Regions from separate parts of the Salmo salar genome. Here region 1 is linked to region 2. The links are chromatin contacts, called in public Hi-C maps. All regions are on one chromosome and are shown on one strand. Each heading gives the region's core, a stretch centred on a gene start, on an enhancer-like site or on the middle of the called end of the contact. The rest is flanking DNA. Distances are from core to core; before and after follow the strand shown.

Region 1 (2,820 bases), core at 284-2,783, 170 kb after region 2:
CTGTAATAGTAGACACAGAGACCAAACAGAAAGAGAGGAGGAAACAAATCTTTGTTAATAATAATAATAAAAAAATGTCAGCAACAGTACATACAAATGGAGTTGCTGCATAGAGACAGGTCAGGAAGTGATTAGGAGGGAGGGTGAACAGCGAATCAAATGTCAACAACACACTACATACAGTAACACAATGACATCTAGTTAAGGTTTGGCATCAACTAACACTACAACATATATATAAAAAATGTCAACTGTTTCTTTAAAAAAATGTCGGGCAATCGTGACACAACAAAGCTTGTTGAACCATCTTCTTCAATACAATGCTAATAGATATGACAATAACAGTAGACCGCTGTGTGTATACACGGTCCTCCCACTAATAGCAGTGTGTACTGAGACGCCATCTTGTCTGCCTGCTGCTGAAAAACATTGAAGCTAAGCTAACAGGCTAGTTCACATTGTACAACTAGAAATGACAAGACCACAAGAGAAGACAGTCATTTACAGTTATCTGTTATGCTGCTCGTAAGCTAACATTAGCACGACAGTTATATATTATGCTACCCGTTAGCTAACATTAGCGCGATAGTTATCTATTATGCTAACATTAGCACGATAGTTATCTATTATGCTAACATTAACACGATAGTTATCTGTTATGCTGCCCGTTAACTAACATTAGCACAACAGTTATATTATGCTGCTCCGTAAACTAACATTAGCACGACAGTTATATATTATGCTACCCGTTAACACGACAGTTATATATTATGCTGCTCCGTAAGCTAACATTAGCACGATAGTTATGTTATGCTACCCGTTAGCTAACATTAGCGCAATAGTTATCTATTATGCTAACATTAACACGATAGTTATCTGTTATGCTGCCCGTTAGCTAACATTAACACGATAGTTATCTATTATGCTAACATTAACACGATAGGTATATATTATGCTGCTCCGTTATGCTAACATTAACACGATAGTTATATATTACGCTGCTCCGTTATGCTAACATTAACACGACAGGTAAAAGTTACTGTTCAAAACGTACGTGGTCTGATCTTTCTCAGAGAGTCAATCCTTTGCCTTGATGAATAGTTGGCTGTGGATGTGCGTCGTTCACCGGTGGCACCACCACTACTACTACTACTACTACTACTACTACTACTACTACTACCACCGGCCTTAGTCGTCTCCATGTTGTTACCGTCTAATCTAATTATATTACTCGACTCGTCACTCCTTGACCGCGACTGTTTCGGTGGAGGCTCCGTCGTCTCTTCGTTTCCCCCGGTCTCCGGTTCATTCTCGCCGTGGTGGCCATTCCGTTTTTCCATTGAATACAATATTTGAAGAATGACGTTTTGATATAAAAAATGTTGTATTAAATTGTGCGTTCCGACCTGAGATAATATCTAAAGCTGACAAGGTTGCTAAATAAAATGGATCTTGTTTGGTATAAAAAATAAAAAAAAAATTTTCTGCCAATGTTTTTGATGTCAGTTCGTTTTCACAACAAGATGTTGCAGGAACTTACGTAGCGATCCCTTCAAGAATGTTCCAGTCGGTCAAAGGGATAAAGTTTTTTTGTCAAAAGTATATCTATTTTTTTGGTTGAATTTTTAAGCTAACTCTTAAACCATTTTCATAACATTAACCTAATTATCCTGTTACGATCATTCGAAGTCCAAATCTGACATTTTTTTTTTTTTTTTTACAAAAGCTGTATCCCTTCTAGCCATGACTGTTCTAGTCATGTCATTGGACAGTATTGGTTCCGCGTTCAATAAAAGGCGGGGAATTCAACGCCAAGCGTTTACATTTAGGTCGTTTAGCACCGTGGTTCCCTACCGTTTTCGGTTAATGTACCACCAACTGAATTTTACATTTTAGTCATTTTAGCAGACGCTCTGATCCAGAGCGACTTACAGTAGTGAATGCATGCATACATTTTTTTTTGTAAATTGCTTTCGTCTTGTATTTTGCTTTCCCCTTCATGTGCATTTTCACCAAAGGGCTATGGTCTCATCAAGTATCCCCTATGGATAGGCCAAGTACCCCCCAGGAGTCCTAGGAACCACTGATTTAGCAGACACTCTTATGCAGAGCAATTTACAAGAGCAATTAGGGTTAAGTACCTTGCTCAAGGGCACAGAGAGAGATTTTACACCTAGTCAGCTCGGGGATTCAAACCAGCAACCTTTCAGTTATTGGCCCAACCGCTAGGCTACCTGCAACCCTCTTTAGGATAGATTTACAATGTACAGTTATTTTCACAACCTCTTGAGAGGAAATTGGTGAATTGATCACTGTTTAGACATAATTTATAGAATAGATAATGAAACTCTCATATCTATTGGGTGAAATAACACAGTGTACCATCACAGCAGAAAGATTTCAGACTTGTTGCCACAAGAAAAGGGCAATCATTGAAGAACGAACGCAATTGATTTATTTTCCCTTTTGCAGTTGAACTATTTGCACATTGTTACAACACTGTATATGACATTTGAAATGTCTCTATTCCTTTGGAACTTATGTGAGTGTAATGTTTACTGTTTACATTTTAGTAATTTAGCAGACACTCAGAGCGACTTACAGTAGTGAGTGCATACATTTCATACATTTTTTCCCCCATACTGGTCCCCCATGGGAATCGAACCCACAACCCTGGTGTTGCAAACACCATGCTCTACCAACTGAGCCACACAAGACCACACTGTTCATTTCATTTATTATCTATTTCACTTGTTCTGGCAATGTTAACATATGTTTTGCCTTTTTTATTTTTTTATTTAACTAGGCATGTCAGTTAAG
Region 2 (2,992 bases), core at 347-2,846:
TGAACCTGTTTTTAATTCTCATTTTCTTTATGGTGGCGTGTTTGTTAAAAATACCACTGAAAATATCAAAAAAGAAAGTCCAAGCGTCTTCGACAGAGGAGCTGATTCTATATCATTTTACAGAGGCCAGGTCATGAAGGAAGGCTTGCTCATGAAAGTTTTTTCAAGCGTCTATGACAAATCAGGACAGGTTGTTTCACTGAGCAGCCATTACGAACACAGGCTGTAAAACAGTGATCAATAAGGTCATTACATAAAACACCAGACTGATACCTAATCAGGATTATTTGTGAGGATAACATCGAGGAGAGAAGGCTCTTCTGGGTATTTGGAGTCATACCTTGTGGGATTGGTAAGAATCTGAGAAGTCCCATTGCTTTAGGACTTGGTCAGGTGGTTTAAGCATGTCCCAGTTTAGGTCACCTAGCAGGACAAATTCAGACTTAGTGTAAGGGGCCAGGAGAGAGCTTAGGGCAGGTAGGGTACAGGCCGGTGCTGATGGAGGACGATAGCACCCAGCAACAGTCAACAAAGAGCTATTTGAAAGTTGAATGCTTAAAACCAGCAAATCGTTTGGGGACAGACTCGGTGGAGACAACTGAGCACTGAAGGTGATCCTTGGTAAAGATTCCCACTCCACCACCTTTGGAAGATCTGTCTTGCCAAAAAAGGTTATAACCAGAAAGGTTAACATCAGTATTCAAAACACTCTTCCGTAATAATCACGTCTCAGTAATGATCAACACATCTGGATTGGAGCTGTGAACCCACACTTTCAATTGATCCATTTTAGTTAATAAGTTTATAGTGTTAACATGCAGAGTACCCAGGCTTTTACGAGAGCAGAAATCAGTGAAGCAGATATCAGAGCACCAGTCAGAATTGGGGCTAGCAACAGTAGATGGACCAGGGTGTACATGCACATTTCCAGATATCATCAACAGTAATACAATCAAGGCACGGCAGATAACAGGGAGAGCTCTGCAGTGCTGATTTATAACATCTGAATGTGCATTAGATGGCTAAACCTAATCTTTTAAATTAAGACCAAAAAGGTAATTTGTGTTTTCATAAATGTTTATGATTATAGACCATTTTGACGTTGTGGCTGTGCTTTTTAGTGGAAACCATTCAACCAAAGATGTGTATAACTAAGCCAAGATCGACCACAGCCTGTCGTTTCTAATGGCAGAAAATGTATAATAGTGGGCAGAGACAAGCATGAGCTAGCGAGTTAAGTTTGTGAAGTGTCCTTACACTCCTTAAAAACAACCTATTTCTGTTTTATTTTTGTAACGGGTAATGTCTACAAAAAAATATGTCCACTCTGTTCTTAACAGATTCTAGTTTTAGAAACAGAAAACTGTATTGAAATCAAATTTTTATCGATGAGAAAATGTGAAGAATATAGGGCCAAAATCCATTTTTTCCCCCACTTCAAGTAACTGGGCTTCCTCTCACTAACTTATTTGGTAATGAGTGGAAACGCGAACTAGATGCTTCACATTTATACATCCGGTGAAATATCTGTCTCATTGTTCTGTCTGAACTTCAACCTAGACATTGACCCGGAAGTTATTTACGTAACCTTGGTAATGCTTCCGGGATTTATTTTATCAACATGGCTGCTTCGTGAAGCCACTTGTATGTTTCCGCTAAATACATACACGCATTTTATTGATAGTTGTACGTAAATATTTGCGATTAAATTTTTAGAGTAAGTAGGTCGATTGTCAGTCAGTATGTTTCAAATTATTACCAGAAGTAACCCGGTAATCCGGCTTCTCGCCCCCCGTGGAGCCGTGCTTGTTGAGGCTGTCCGGGGTAGGAAGACCCGCACCGATCCAAAGGCCAAATCCAAAGAGGGGCGCATCAAAACGCCACCTCCCGTCGACCCGGTAGAGATGGTGGTCCTCAGGGAGAGATTCACCGAATATGACCTGATCATGAGAGCGCTGAGGTAAGACTAGACCAATGCACGTTTAATGTTTCAGACCAAAAATCTTTAAGATTCAATCTTAAGGTTACTGATAGCTAGTTGTGTATAAAAGTGAAATTGTCTGACTGATTAGTTTCAGTACTGATAATAAATAAGTAACGTTAGCTATTCAGTTATCCCATTCATAGCCATAAAGATAAATATGGTGTCATTTTGTTGGCATTAACTCCGCCATGGTTAGTAAACTAGACCCAAATTATTTTTTCACAGCAAGAGAGAAGTTGCCATATTTATACAATAAACACTTTTTTTCCATAACGTTATTGAGCCAATTAAGAATTCATATCATAGTAACTTGTAATGACGTTAGAATCAAAATGTGGGTTTCCTCAAAATGATTATTATTGCAAGATATGACATAATAAAGGAATTTTAAATGTGGCAAGAGAAAATATTATTTGCCCGTATTAAACTCGCCAGATCATTTTCCATCAATGGATGTCCGTTTAACTCGTCGACTGCTATGATTAAGCAATAAGGCACAAGGGGGTATGGTATATGGCCAATATACCACGGCTAAGGGCTGTTCTTATTCATGACGCAACGTGGGGTGCCTGGATACAGCCGTTAGCTGTGGTATATTGGCCATATACCACAATCCCCAGGGTGCATTATTGCTATTATAAACTGGTTACCAACATAATTAGAACAGTAAAGTACTTAAGTAAAAATACTTTCAAATACTACTTAAGTAGTTTTTGGGGGTATTTGTACTTTACTATTTAAATTTATGGCAACTTTTACTTCACTACATTCCTAAAGAAAATAATGTACTTTTTACTCCATACATTTTCCCTGACACCCAAAAGTACTCGTTACAGTTTGACAGGAAAGTGGTCCAATTTACACACTTATCAAGAGAACATCCCTGGTCATCTTTACTGCCACTGATCTGGCGGACTCACTAAACCCAAATGCTTTGTTTGTAAATTATTTTCTGAGTGTTGGAGTGTGCCCCTGGCTATCCGTAAATAAATAAAAAATACAAGAAAA

The links. A called contact is a pair of places that touch in the nucleus more often than the background predicts.
Region 1: a Hi-C map of muscle shows a contact between it and region 2, with 5 times the contacts expected there. The contact joins the promoter of LOC106611469 here to the promoter of mrps26 in region 2. A contact is called at or near these places in 2 of 3 Hi-C or Micro-C datasets (gill and muscle).

Annotation. Positions count from the first base shown.
Region 1 is chrssa09:51,003,517-51,006,336 of Ssal_v3.1, forward strand. LOC106611469 (pantothenate kinase 3) reads right to left here and starts at 1,534. Exons shown (of 9, transcript XM_014211702.2): 1 at 1,055-1,534. The coding sequence starts at 1,340.
Region 2 is chrssa09:50,837,558-50,840,549 of Ssal_v3.1, forward strand. It overlaps mrps26 (mitochondrial ribosomal protein S26), which reads left to right and starts at 1,597. Exons shown (of 4, transcript XM_014211690.2): 1 at 1,597-1,960. The coding sequence starts at 1,743.